4 separate regions of the Mus musculus genome follow, and all the other regions are linked to region 1. Evidence: chromatin contacts called from public HiChIP or PLAC-seq and promoter capture Hi-C data. All regions are on one chromosome and are shown on one strand. The core of a region is the stretch at or near the end of the contact, and the rest is flanking DNA. Distances in the headings are between cores, read along the strand shown.

Region 1 (3,474 bases), core at 711-3,210:
CTAATTCCACTGTGAAGATACTCCAGGCAGGCCTGAGAGCCATTTACCCAGTTACCTGGCAATCCAACTACCTCCTGCATGTCTAGTGATGCATAAGCACACACAGGGGCTGTCCAGCTCGAGCTGCTGATGCAGGAGTTCTGTGACTTGATGGCCTGATCCATGGGTGTGGCACAAATCTTTTCAGAGGGTAAGATCTCAAAACCTTTCCTTCCCTAAACCATTGTTCCAGGAGAACTGGTTATCAGCTGCGGCTCTTCCCAGCTCCTACAATACAGTACTCATGGAGAGAGGCTGTGTCCCCTCTGAGCCCTTTATTTCCTATTCTCTAAGAAGAACTGCCTGTCTGCCTGCTTTCCAAAGTCATGGTTAATGGTGGGATGAGATGTGAGGTGGAACCAGTGAAGCCATTTTGAAAATGAACATACTACACAACGGGCAGCCAACAGAAGCATCTGTGGGTAATGGAGATAGCCCAAGATGGGAGGCCCTGGCTTCCTGTGACTTCAGATCTAACACTACTACAGCTCCATATGATTCTTCTTAGCCAGGCCAAGGAGTCACTACTATAGTGGAGTTACCACCTTGGACAGGTACCACAGATGGCTCAAAACAGGAAAAAGTCAGGCCTTGGCTTAAAGGGTCTTTTCAGAAGGTAAGGGCTGCTTCTAGTAGGGTTCTTACTGCTGAGTGTAAGCCCCAACATGCCTGGACAGACCTGGAACTCAACCTCCCATAGGGCTGTGTGGTCCATGGCTGGGAGTGCCCTTCTCCCACTGACCATCTTTCTAACACTGGTAAGACACGGTGAACATACACCTCTGAAAGCCACACCTCAAAATCTAACTGGTTGTTGCTACTGTTTTCCAGCTTTTTCCTCAAGAATTAAAGAGAAAAAACAAAAAATGGGTAATTAAATTACTTAAGATCCTATACGGTGTTGAGTTTCACAGTTGGAATTCTACTTTAAGGTGGAGGCTGCATCGATAGTCTTTTCCAGTGATCAGTTCAGCAACATGGAAATTTGGTTCTCTGCCAAGTCTCCCTTTTTGCTTCTGAGCTTTCAGGCCATCCTGCTATCTGCACTCAGGACTGTACATTCGTGGCCTGCAAGGGCCACAGGAGGATTGGGGTCCTTACAGGTCTCCACCACCATCACTGGGTCCCAGAACACTTAGGCCACAAGTCCAGTCAGTCACAAGGTCTGTGGAGGCCATGGGTCCTTTGGCTGCGGGGCTCTTGAAAGGGTCGGGAGGAGCCGGCAGTGGTGGGAGTGGCTGACCGTGTGCGGGCGCCTTGGCCACTGCAGGGTGGTTGCGCTGGTGCTTGCGGAGGTGGTCCTTGCGGATGAAGCTCTTCCCACACACTGTGCAGGTGAATGGCCGCACGCCCGTGTGCGTTCGGTAGTGGTCGATGAGCTTGGAACGCTCTGTGAAGCGCTTCTCGCACTCGGTGCAGGGGAAGGGCCTCTCACCAGTGTGTAGCATGCGGTGGCGGATGAGGTGTGCAGGGCGTGTGAAGCAGCGACCACACTCCCCACACCTCAGAGCGCTGCTGTCCCGTGCACTGCTCCCACCTCCGCTGCTGCCTCCTCCTCCGCCGCTGCCACCACCTCCGCCTCCAGTAGTGGTGGAAGCTGCCCCCGTGGCCGCCCCATCGGACAGTCCGCAGCTGCGCTGGTGGGCACTCAGGCTCACCTGCAGCTGGAAGCTCTTTCCGCAGGTGGCACAGGTGAAGGGCCGGCCTCCGGGTGGTGCCGCCGGGTGCTTCTTCAGCCCCGGTTTGTGGCCGAAGCCTTTTGTCCGGCCAGGGTATTTGCAGGGATCATTGAAGGGTCTTGGGGCCTGGCTGGGGTCCAAGATGGCCTCTCCGTTGTCTGGAGATGAGAAAGGGAGCCCCTCGGGCACCGTCCTCGGGTTCAGGCCCACTGGAGGTTTACACCGGAAATTCCAGCCCCACCTGACTCCGCCAAAGAGCCAATCCCCGGCAGGAGCCTCCTCCTGTGCTATGGCAGGACTGAGCTCACCAATGTCCCTCTCTGGCCGAGTGGGCTCCCGCAGGCCTAGCACTGGGTCCTGGCTGGGGAAGGAACTGCCTTGACTTTCCCAGGCTCCTTCCTGGACAGGGCTAGGGAAGAATCTTGTGGCTTGGCCTGGTGCAAACAAAGTCCCATGAGCCTCCAGGTCCGTGGGATGAACAGGTGTGGCCACCACCTCCTCTTCCTGGACTTCTGTTTTGATAACAATTTTTACATCTGCTGAGAAAAGACAGAGAGTAGGGCAGAGATCATTCTGGACACTTTTAAAGGACAAAATGGGTCAGACACCTTCATCTGGAAACTCGGCAATTACTCAGCCCTATGGAGCACCACATTGGGACCTCACTACCGTTCTAAAATGCGCACCCCACTCTGGGTGAGGCTAGCCAAAAGCTTCATCTGGCCTGGTGACTTCACAGTAAAAGTAGCCCTCAAATTTGGCCCCCAGATTCTGTTTTTTCTTTCTTTGGCCATTAAAGTAAATTACAAATTTATTCTAAAAAAGATTTTGAGAATGGTCGTCGTGTACTAAAAATAGGGCCTGCACTCTGAGGTGTCTGGGACTCTGTACAGCTTTCAGGCACATTCTTAGCCACAGCTTCACTGTGAATGCCCAACTTCATGGGGCTGCAAGATTAGCCAGGACGACACATGGAAAGGTCCCTGGGCATACCATCTGGTACACAGTACTGCAGTTATTCTGATGACCAAAATGTTAACGAACAAGTAGAACTGTTTGACTTTATAGAAATGTATTGAATTTCAACCTCAAGGCCCCATAACAGGACTCTCAGTGTTTTAGCATATTTTGAGGTGGGGGGTGGCAAGAAGATGACAGAAATTTTTTATTAAGGTAACAGAATACTGGCCTTCAAACAAAAGAACACGAATACAAGAATGTGAACGTTGTTCTTCCCAACTCTGGCTTCTGCTGTCTTTGGCAGTACTGGTATCTAGAAGTGGCTTTAGCTCTGTTTGTATGCAACTGTGCCTGGAAGCCACAGGTTGCCTGGGGGATGGGGAAGGCCTATCTTCTAAGACTTCTGCTTATCTGAATAGACTGGCTAACTGAGGAAAGAACTATAGGGAGAATCTCTTTTAAGCCAATACCTGTCAATAAAAAAGCCTATGGCCAATAAGGTGAGGCAGGAAATAGGAGGTGGGACACTGGCAGGAAGAGAGAGGATTCTGGGAAATAGAGAGGGAAGCGGGATATTCGACCGGAACTCAGAGGACGTGGAGGTAAACCAGCCATATAGCTGAACTCAGGTTATTATAAAGGGAGATTGGACCTGGATTTGGATGCATGAAGCTGAGGTGAGTTAACTAACCATGTGGAAGGCATAGAACAGTTTGAATGGGTTAAATCAGTTACGAACTAGTCAGGGAATGAGCCAAATCTTGTGGCCTAGACATTTATTAATAAATAATTAGTC
Region 2 (3,474 bases), core at 535-3,034, 250 kb before region 1:
TGCATTCTGCCTCCCTTTGCAGTGCAATACCTTGCACATGGTAGGTAACTGATATATCACTAAACCACACTGCCAGCCCTACCAAACCTGAGAACCTAGCCTAAGAGGGCTGTCTTTGGCCCAGACACCCCAGGGATTCTTGGGTTCACCAAGAGCAAACACTCCCCCAGAGACAGCACCAGTGACCCAAAAGATATACCACTGGCTAGTCTAAACAACCTTTGAAATCCACTCACCCAGGCCTCTCAAGAAGTCACACTTTTCACACTTCCTGGCATTTTAACCCCTGCCCAGAGGCAGGCAGAGCTCTTGAGCTCAAGGCCAGCCTGGTCTACATGATGAGCTCCAAGCTACATAATGAGACCCCCATCTTGAACAAACAAACATACATCACCCTAAAACTGACCACTGTCTCACAACCGTGTAGTTTTTAACACGTTCTTAAAGCATACACCAAACTACACTGGTTCTCAAACTTTCATGTGTCCCCCACAAAGCCTATTCTGCTTTGAAAAGTGAAAAATTTGCTTAAAATGAAGACTCTGCCCTCTTTCTGTTTCAATGTATTTTGGGTCTCTATAAGAAATGAGCCCTCAGTCAGTTTGGACAAAAGTGCCAAGATATACTCATAGGTAGGACGGATAGTTGGCCCCTTTCAGCAGTCTCTTCATTTCTACTCTTTCCTACCTGGGCAAAGACTCATAAATCAATGATCCACAGGAATCTTACTCAACCTAGGAGTATAAAGTTCACATTCCCCCTCCACACTAAACTTTAAAAATGGGGTTTGTTTATATTAGACTAAACCTAGTAGGCAACAAGTTAGTGGTTAGAAGGGAAAGGTGTCGATCAGACCCGTTCTCTAGGAACAACGTTAACTAGTACTTCCTATTTTCAAAGTTTTTATGTTTTCGGTAGAGGATTTCGAAGAAAGGGTGCGGGCATAACGTCTATGAGTTACACATACTGTTCCTACTAGAATACATGCACCACCAGCCTCGACTTTCAAAACACAGTGCAGCGACTGGCAAAAAAAGGCGCTGAATAAAATGCTTGTATACGGCAGCTCCAGTTTCCATAAAAGACGAAAACAAAGCCTGAGTTATTTCTACTTCTTGATATAGATGCCCAGTATCTGCGACTGCCTCTTCCAGGTCCTACTAGCGGCCATCCCGCCTCCGTTTTCTAAAACCGGTTTTGGAAACGAGAGTATTCTCCAGAAAATTTTACTCAACAAAGGGGCAAATCTCAGTAGTGAGGGTAAAGAGACGAGCTGCGAACCAGGCACTCGGCACGTCCCTCCGTGTCCTAGTCTCAGGTAGGAACTAAAGAGGCCCACACCCCTAGATTCGGCCCTACACTGAAACTCCATTAAGTTCGTTGCTACCGGGTCACTAATTCCGCAGGGGTGTGAGCGAAGCACCCTGTCAGGCCCCAGCAAGGTTTGCAACCCACGCGAGCTGCTCCTCCGACCCGCCCTCCCGCTCACCTTCGTGTGCATCTCCGGCGCTCGCAGCAGCCAGCAGCTGTGTCAGCGCCAAGAGCAGGACCAACAGCCAAGCTTTCCGGAGCTTCATGATTGGGTGCAGAGCTGGGCCTGCAGACACCGGCCACCGCAGAGCACTCGCCGACCTCCCGAGCGACGCCGGAGCGCACCAAAGCCTCCAGGAAGTTCAGGCCGGTGATTGGTTGGAGGTAAGGAAGCCGCGGCCCGTCCAATCCCCGCACGAATCAGGGCGAGAGCCGTGGCGCCCCGCCTACACCGCCCCGCCCCGCTGCCTGAGCCCTCCGCGCGGGCGCGCCCCTCAGCTCCGCGTTTAAAACTCCGAGCCCTAGTGTGAGGTGCCCCCTTCTGATTGGCTGTGCCGCGACCACCAATCACGGGCTGCCACTCGGTTTGCTTGGAGCGCCCAGGTCCGGAAAGAGTGCGGGGGAGAACAAAGGCAACCAGCCCTGCACAGGGAGGCGGGGCTTGAGCACTCCGAGGGGAGGGATTGGTTGGGAGGTCAGCTCCCTTTGGCCAAGCTTGGCAGGAAGAACACGTGTAAGAAACTCAAGGAAATGGTGGGGTGCATGTGTAGGCTCGTCCGTCTGAGGCTGTCCTTGTGCAGGAAACTAAAGAGGACAGAACTTTTGGGAAAAAGTGAGATCAGAGATCCCGCCTCTGTTCCCCTGTTCTTTGGCTTCTTGTTTTTTCTGTTGAGCATATAAAAGTTTGAGTTTCTTTCCTAGATACTAGGTTCGGAGAGGTATATGAAATAGATTAGTTGTTTCAGAGCTGGGTGGGCTGACTCCAGGTCTGTGGAGGCAGAGACCCATGACTTTTAGTGATATCCTGTCGCAAAAAAAAAAAAAAAAGAAAGAAAGGAAAGAAAGAAAGAAAGAAAGAAAAGAAAAATTACAACTTGGACTCCATGACTAAGTCTATAAGTCAGAGTCTTGTCTGAACGTTGCCTTGTATTATGATTTTTCTGAAGAGAGAGAGAGAGATAACCAATCTAGTGATTTAGATCTAGAAATAACCGTGAGTGTTTTGGAAAAGAAACTAGGTTTGCATGTCAGAAAAGAAAGCTGTACTGGCATTAGGGTTAGCACCTGTGGATTAACATATGATATGACGTAGAAGACAAATGAGGCTAAATAAATAAATCTTAGAGAGTCCTGCAATATTTTCTGATGTATACAGGAGGAGAAAATGAGCTGTATTTATCACTACTCCCCTGGGTTGTCATTTTAGCACTATTAGGCTAGGTTCCTAGGCCAATTTGAATATGTGTTTTCCTTTACTCCTGCAGATCTCTCTCTAGAGAAGTAGTCCATTGGGATTGTCTATCTACTAGTGTATCTGTGACAATTCCTGCATGCATGTCCACAGCCAGAAGTTCAGATTATATGTTTTGAAAACTAAATTAAGACTAGACAGGCACACAACCTACATGCTCTGGATTCATGAGGTTTATGATTGATTCTATCTAGGTTAAACCACAAGAGATTACTGCAGTCTCTTGTGTTTTCTGTAGAACTCAGTGATGGTTCTACCTTTTTTATTATTCTGATATAATTCTTTTCTGTAGTTTCAACTACTTTGGAGTCTAAAGCAGATCATTTTAGCCCAGAAATTCAAAGCTAAACTGGACAAGAGAGTAATGCCTCGTCTCAAAACAAACAAAACCAGATACACACAAACCTATGACCTCTCCTCCAACATAAAACAAAAATAGCTCCATTTCTTTTAACTTTTATTATTTTATCTGTAAGAGTGTTTATGTGTATATACATGCCTGATGTATTCAGAGGTCAGAAGAGGGCATCAGATTTTCTGGAGCTAAAAAGTGGGTGCTCTAGACTCTCACGTGTGTTTGTTTTGTTTGTTGTTTGTTTTTTGGGGTCTTGTTTGGTTTTATGTTTGTTTGATTTTGCTTTTTGGTTTTGTTATTGGTGGTAGTGGTGGTGGTTATTTGGTTTTGATTTTCT
Region 3 (3,474 bases), core at 426-2,925, 190 kb before region 1:
TTTGTTTGTTTGTTTGTTTTTTGAGACAGGGTTTCTCTGTATACCCTGGCTGTCCTGGAACTCACTTTGTAGACCAGGCTGGTCTTGAACTCAGAAATCCTCCTGACTCTGCCTCCCAAGTGCTAGGATTAAAGGCGTGCGCCACCATCGCCCAGTTTAAGTTGAGTTTTTTTTGTTTTTTGTTTTTTGGTTTTTTTGTTCATACAATACTGTGAACTAGACCCCCAGCCTAAGCCTAATCTCTGCTACACAGTAAAAGTGTGAATGGCTGTGTGAAAGTCTACCTGCGAGGAAACTGGATTAGACACACTGTGTTGTTGTCTTTCTGTGTAAAAAGGAACATTGATATGACTCACTACATACTTAAGGAGGGACATAGTAATCATTTTATCCTGAGGACATAGCTTAAACACTTGGGACTAACTTAGTCCTCTGTTTCTCATTTCTAGAAAAGAGAATATAGAGTTGATATCCCATAGGTCAGAAAATGTCTTCTCAGATGTGGGTTGCCAGTAGAAAAGCATTTGCCTGGAGCTTCCCAGGCTGGGCTTACTCGGTTCCTCTACTAATAGTGGACGTGATGTTTACAGTGAGATATATGCACTTGCATGCATGCACAACTTGTAACCAGGAAACGGAAAAAAAATCACTGACTTCTGGAGCATAACCTTCATAGAGGATAATATGAGTCTATGAAATACTCATTCATATATCCTGGAAGCATACCTAATAAAGCACTCGATAACTGTCCTTCTGAAGATAGCCCCTCTGGCACCCCACCCTTCCCCGTAGCTTCATATTGTTCTCAAGTTTAAGTGTAGTAGAACTCATGGCTTCCACCAGGTCTGACTTTCCACAAGGTGATAAGCCTTAGAGAGCTCAGTCCAGACAAGATAAGGACTGGCCATTTAGGAAGACAAAGTGGACAATATGCTACAGATAACCTACAGGGATTTATCTTTGATGGGTAATTACTTTTTTTTTTTTTTAGACTGGCCTGGAACTAATTATGGAGACCAGGCTGGCCCTAAACTCCACCTACCTCTACCTCTCAAGTGCTAGGAATAAAAAGTGTGCACACCACATCTAGCAAAAGTATCTGGGAGCCTACTATGTGCCAGGCATTAGTTCCTAATTTTTCAACATTAAAATAAGACAAACATAACACCCCACCCTATTTATATAGAACATAGGAGGTTCAGAGACAGTAAATGTTAAAAAAAAAAAAAATCACAGCCAGTGGCAATGTTGCAATTTAAACCGAAGAAGAGTATGCAAACCACAAAAAAACCAACCAACCAACAACAACAACAAAAAAAAAACCAAACAAACAAAAAAACCCCACCTTATGCCTAAGCAAAAGCTGACACATAGTAGGTGTTCAGAAAATATTTGGGTAAAATTTTTACAAGGGTGAGGCACCATTTTCTCCTGGGATGTCCAATGCATTCCTAGAAGTAACAGAAAGCAAGCCCCACTGTCCAGGCCGCAGCTTGGGACGTGAAGATCGACCACCCCAGCCAGACCTAGAGGCCGGCGGTCGCCGTCAGATTTCTTTGGGGGAGGCGGTGGCCCCCAGCCTGGAGTGGCCCCCGTCCAGCCCTGCAGGCGGGCAGGAGCTCCGAGGCCATTGGCTGGCGCGCCGGCTGCGAAGGGCGGGGAGCGCCACCGAAGGGGACTGTTTGCTCCTACGGGCTGTAGATGGAGCTGTCCGGCCCCGGCAAGGGGGAAGGCGCCTGGAAAACGTTCTTCTTCTCCCTGGCCGGCCCGAGCGGGGAACAGCACTCCCAGGATGCAGTTTGTGTCAACACGGCCGCAGCCTCAGCAGCTGGGCATCCAGGGTTTGGGGCTGGACAGCGGGAGCTGGAGCTGGGCCCAGGCTCTGCCCCCGGAGGAGGTCTGCCACCAGGAGCCGGCGCTACGCGCGGAAATGGCCGAGGGAATGCCGCCCATGCAGGTGGGTGCAGCGCCCGCGGGCGCCATGGCCGCGCCGCTGCCGTGGGGGCGGGGCGGGGCCGGGCCTCGGGGAGCCTCGCGGCTGCCGGGGCCCCGGGCGAACGGCGGAGCGGGCCTGGTGCAGGCCCGGAGCGCCAGGCCCTGCCGCGCTGCCACGGTGCCGCTGTCCGGGCCGGTGCGGCCGGGACCCGGGGCCCGCAGGATGCGGAAGCCGGGGCTGTGTTGCCCGGGACCTAGCGCGGTAGTGGCCGCTTCACTGAGCAGGGACTCGGGTTCCTCTTGGCGTCCGACCCGCCTGGGTTTGCGGCAGGCCTATTCCCGGCCCACAGAGGGAACAGTTTAACCATGTTTACACTGTAGCCAGTTTAATAAAAGGGTTTAAAGCTGTTTTATTGCTGTCTTTTTCCGACTATAAAGAGCAGCCCACTTTTCCTCTGTAGAACGGATGAGCCAGGGAAGGGACTGGGAGGGGACTTTGTCATCTTGGGTTGGCAAACTTGCCTGCATATTGGAATCGCCAGAGCAGCCTAAGACAACTGACTACGCCCAAACCGCATCCCCGAGCGTTGTCTTGGGGTCCTGGGGGTGAGAGAGAAGGCTCCAGTTGTTTCTTTAGGCTCCGTAGGAGATCTCAGGGTGCCTAGGACTTAGCTGGCACGGCCTTGGGTATACAGCACAAGGAGAAGGGTTAACGTGGTTTAACATCATTGTCTCAGAAGGGAGACTGAGTTACCTGAAGACTGGACTCTGAAGAAGCCACCCCTGTGTTCCCATTTGATTCTCAGTCAGGACTTAAGACTTGACAAGTCAATATGAAGACCTTTGGTTGTTTTTGAGCAAAATGACCAACTGTAGGTCTTCAAACCTGCGGAAATGCAACCAGCCTCAGACTTCCTACACTTCCATTGTCAGTCTTATCCCCTTCTCTGAACAAGGCCCCGGTGAAGCCTCCATAAGCCCAGTGGATGGCACTGACAGCCATCCAGCCACCAGGACCCAGCAGGGGCTGGCATTCCTAGGGTCCTGTTGTTCTCACTCCCATGTCAGAGAGGAATTCTCAGATGCTGTGGGGTAGTCTTCTGGCTATCACAGCTTCTCAGAGTTTGAGGAAAATAGTTCATGTGATTGTCAAAAGCCAGTCAGTCCGGCTCACTTCAAAGCAATAGGATTCCACTTTTCCCAACTGGAGGGCCCCTTCACCAGAAGCAGAGAGAACCAAGAGAGAAAGGGACATATCTTCTGGTCTGTGTTGTCATCCCGCACACCCTGACCAACCTCCACTTTTCTTTCTCTGTTGTAGAGCTCAGCACACAGCCTATATCTAGTAGAAGAGAAAGAGGCAGGCTCTGGGCCATGGGGAACCCCCTCATCAGGAAGCAGGGAAGGGAGCCACGAGGTTTTTGTTGTAGCCCTCACAGGGGTAAAGAATGTCCCTCTTCCTGTTAAAAAGTGCTATTGTCTAGTAAACCTATTTCCAGTTTGCACAGTTATGAAAAAGTAGCAGTGTGTGGAATTTTA
Region 4 (3,474 bases), core at 590-3,089, 140 kb before region 1:
CAAGTGATGAGCTATCCAGAGAGTTTTTAGACTAGCAAGAAAAAGCTGTCTCAAGCAGAGAAGAACACAGGGAGTGTTCTGAAAAGCTGTCTTGAACACATAGAGAGGTCTGGAAAGCCATCCACAGCAGAACATAGGCCGTCAGCTTGGACCCACAATTTGACTTTGAGTCATTTGTTTCACTGTTCCCAGACACTCCTCCACTCAGAACACCTCTCCAAGCTGAGGCTAGTCCTTGTCACGTAATTAAGCTGTCTTGGTCAATAAATGGTCTAGATGATCGCTGTCCCAGTTCTGATTCTGTGAAGTGATTAGAAGTCCTTCTTGCTGCCATTGAATTGCTTAAGAGGATCCATCTGGTTCTTACAAGATGAGGTCTGCTCCAGGGTACAGCTTCACACACAAGGATAATTGCCCTTATCTGAGACATGATCTATCCTTTACACTCTGCTCTTCCAGGGATTCAAGGTGACTGCTGGTTCAGGACAATGACTTACCTCTGCCTTCAGCTTGAAAGGGGATGAGATGGGACAAGTAGACACACTCAACTGATTGACACGGTTATGGAGTCAAGCAGGAATTTGATCCAAACAAAGGCAACAAACAAAGATAAAATGAAGGCACAGACACACCCAGACTGCTGTGGGGGGCTTAAATGAGTCAGCGCTTTTAAAAAAATTATTATTATTTTAATATAAATGTAGGTTTTTAAGTGCCTGTTAAAACAGATGCTGAGAATTTTTTTTTTCAGCAGGCCATCGGCTTGGGTTCTAGAGAAAGTTGTTAGTTGTAGTCAGTGTAGACAGGGATCATTTGCAGAAAAATGAAGAAGGGACCAGTCTAGTGAGAGTACTTGAATTCTTAGAGGAAGCTATTCACACTTAGTGGAAACTCATGTCATTCTCACTCAGCATGTCCAGGACAATGTAATGGAAATGAGGCATTTGAGTACTGCAAGTACTGGGTTTGGGGGTGTTGTTTGGATCAATGTCTCTTTAGATATTTCTGGCTAGTCAAAAACTCACTATATAGCTGAGGCTGGCCTCAAACACCTGAGCGCTGGGGTGGTAATGATGTGGCCAGATGTTTCCAAGCCAGAATGCAGAACACATTGCCTCTAATACCCTGGCACCCTGGCATGAGGACTAGGTTATTTATTTAGTTTTTTTGAGACAGGGTTTCTAGCCCTGGCACTCACTCTGTAGACCAGGCTGGCCTCGAACTCAGAAACCCATCCACCTCTGCCTCGCAAGTGCTGGGATTAAAGGCATGAGCCATCACTGCCCGGTGAGGACTAGGTTAATTATTTGTGATTAAGGCTATCTTGAATTCTGCAATGCAAGTGATTACCATAATTAACACTCTATAATGGATTGACCAGAAAAAGCCAAGTCATAGGTGAGCATGGAAGAAAATCACTTGCCTATGAGAATTCACCTTTTCTTTAGCTTCAGCTGTGTTCTTCCCTCACAGAAAAGGGTGTACACATTTGTACACATTTTTTAAAAATTATTTTTATTTTTGACAATTGCATGCAAGTCCAGAACGTATGGTGTTCACATCCACCCCCATTAGCCTCCTTTTCTACTAGTCCCCACGCTCTCCTCCCTACGCCTTTCTCTCTCTCTCTCTCCTTCCCGCGCCTTTTTAAACTTGCACATATTTGAATCTCTTAAAGCATTTCGCGGAGTGCAGGACTCAAATTCAGAAAATGCTCTTGATTTTGAGAATCCTTACGCTTACACCCCACACTCAATGACTGAATTTCCAGGCTGCTGTTCCCCTTCCAGGAGCACAGTGGCGCAACAGAAATACCGCGCGGTAGGAGGAGCCGCTGCCGCTCTTCTTGGGGGTGGGGAGCGCTCCCAGAATGCACCTTGTATCAACACGGCGGCGGCGGCGGCGGCGGCGGCTTCCAGGAGGGTGAGGACGTCTGGCGGAGCGGCGTACAGTTCGAGCAGTATCCCGCCAGTCGGTGTTGTGGGGCGACTGCGACCATGGCGGAGTCGACGCCTACTCGGGTAAGGTGCTCCGGCCGGCTCGGGAGGGCCTTGGGGGAGACAGCGCCCTGCCCGGGGCGGGGCTTGAGGCGCTCGGTCGCAGGCTTGGTTTCCTCCGCGGCCGTTGGCGCCGGCGGATGCTGACTTCCCTCCCGGTACCCTCGCCCTCCGCCCGCCCGCCCGCTCGCTTGCTCCCTGGGTCCTTCTGCGTCAGGCTCAGAGCCCGGATGCTCTGCGTCTTTCCGCAGAAACTTCTGCGAGGCTTTTTGAATTGTTTGTGACTGCGCCCACATATTTTCCTGCTTCGTGCCAACTAGGGACTCGTTTTCTGAGTTGGAGTGAAGGCGCGGGATAAAACCCTGGGTTTGGGTTGTTGCCTTTGAGCTCAGCTACGGAAGACCCCAGGACTTAGGGCTTCTCTCCGACCAGTGGGGCTCTGCTCCGGTTGCCATGTTCTGCCATAGCTATCTGTACTGAGTTTGCAGCCACAGGTTGAAGCCTTCTCTCCTTGGGGACTGGTGTATTTGCTGTTTTTGTTTGTTTGCTTGCTTGTTTTTTGTTTTGTTTTGTTTTTACAAAACTGTGGGTGCGCATTGTTATCCGCTTACCGCCTCTTCCAGCTGTCTCTCTTTTCAGAGAATGTGAAGACACTGAAAATTGGTTTGAGGAATATCTTCCGTAACTCAGCGTTCATCTATCTATATATTCAGTGCATGGTCTTCGGAAGGCAGTCTATGCTCACTTCTCTAGGCCTTTGTCTCCTTAACTTGAATTGAGAATGTTGAGTTCCTTGTAAGCATTTTTACGTTTTTTTTTTTCTGGCTCCAGTCTCCTCATACTGTGTCACAGTAGAGGTTAACATAGGAAAATAGGATAGATGGACCTGAACTGGCTTTTCACTGTTGAGACAGAGCCTCACAGGCTGTCCTTAAGCTGATGACAATCTTCCCGACTCAGCCTCCCCAGTGCTAAGTTTACAGGTGTAAGTCATTCTGCTGGGGTTTGTTTGGTAGTGGTTGTGCTTTGAGGCAAACTCTCATGTGCCCCAGCCTAGCCTATCTGAGAATGACTGTAAACTCCTACCTCTGACTCCCAACTTGCAGATATTACAGGCATAAGTATTTTTCTTGTCTTTTTGTTTTGTTTAGTTTTTGTTTTTTAATCTTTCAAAATAAGGTCTTACTTTGTGCCCTGGCTGCCTGGAACCAGTTAGGTAGACCAGGCTGGCTCTGAACTTGGAGCAATCCTACTTGTGCATCCAGGTGTAAATAAGAGACCAGGAGTTAAACAGACCCCCTGCAGGGTAAGCAGATAGGGAGAGAGGCCTTGGCTAGGCAGACAGATTTCCAAGATGGACATTATCTTCCTGATGCTCCTGACTTGAGGCAAGACTGGCAGCTTAAAGCAAAGGCTTTTTAGTCTTTTGTCTCCCACCAGCAGGTCCCCTGCTGATGGACTAGCTCTACAAGTTCAT

What was found. Promoter capture Hi-C pulls out the DNA fragments that hold promoters and counts their contacts. HiChIP or PLAC-seq counts read pairs in DNA pulled down with a chosen protein or histone mark.
Region 2: a contact with region 1 is called in an H3K27ac HiChIP or PLAC-seq map of embryonic stem cells, with 4 times the contacts expected there. The contact joins the promoter of Pdia4 here to the enhancer-like site in region 1. A contact is called at or near these places in 13 of 39 promoter capture datasets (the C10 cell line, the HPC-7 cell line, the SN4741 cell line and 9 more), 6 of 115 datasets of contacts at active chromatin or transcription factors (the SCID.adh cell line, embryonic stem cells, large pre-B cells and 2 more) and 1 of 9 other capture datasets (liver).
Region 3: an H3K27ac HiChIP or PLAC-seq map of embryonic stem cells shows a contact between it and region 1, with 4 times the contacts expected there. The contact joins the promoter of Zfp282 here to the enhancer-like site in region 1. A contact is called at or near these places in 1 of 39 promoter capture datasets (embryonic stem cells), 3 of 484 Hi-C or Micro-C datasets (brown adipocytes, nephron progenitors and pancreatic cancer cells), 8 of 115 datasets of contacts at active chromatin or transcription factors (bone marrow-derived macrophages, effector CD8 T cells, embryonic stem cells and 3 more) and 3 of 9 other capture datasets (adipose tissue, liver and pancreatic islet).
Region 4: a contact with region 1 is called in a promoter capture Hi-C map of embryonic stem cells. The contact joins the promoter of Zfp212 here to the enhancer-like site in region 1. A contact is called at or near these places in 7 of 39 promoter capture datasets (the C10 cell line, cranial neural crest, embryonic stem cells and 3 more), 4 of 484 Hi-C or Micro-C datasets (LSK cells, embryonic stem cells, extraembryonic endoderm stem cells and 1 more), 3 of 115 datasets of contacts at active chromatin or transcription factors (embryonic stem cells, epiblast stem cells and extraembryonic endoderm stem cells) and 3 of 9 other capture datasets (adipose tissue, liver and pancreatic islet).

What each region holds. Positions count from the first base shown.
Region 1 is chr6:48,062,696-48,066,169 of GRCm38.p6, forward strand. Zfp746 (zinc finger protein 746) reads right to left here. Exons shown (of 7, transcript NM_001163475.1): 7 at 1-2,257. The coding sequence ends at 1,137. Among named protein-coding and RNA genes, the nearest start is that of Zfp777, 16 kb to the left of the region's middle. Within about 2 kb of position 1,961, at least 33 of the 459 cell types and tissues checked have an H3K27ac peak or open chromatin away from gene starts, as enhancers often do. A contact at or near this core is called in embryonic stem cells, where this site is marked.
Region 2 is chr6:47,811,728-47,815,201 of GRCm38.p6, forward strand. It overlaps Pdia4 (protein disulfide isomerase associated 4), which reads right to left and starts at 1,785. Exons shown (of 10, transcript NM_009787.2): 1 at 1,490-1,785. The coding sequence starts at 1,577.
Region 3 is chr6:47,875,880-47,879,353 of GRCm38.p6, forward strand. It overlaps Zfp282 (zinc finger protein 282), which reads left to right and starts at 1,676. Exons shown (of 8, transcript NM_146175.3): 1 at 1,676-1,957. The coding sequence starts at 1,793.
Region 4 is chr6:47,918,729-47,922,202 of GRCm38.p6, forward strand. It overlaps Zfp212 (Zinc finger protein 212), which reads left to right and starts at 1,840. Exons shown (of 5, transcript NM_145576.2): 1 at 1,840-2,021. The coding sequence starts at 1,998.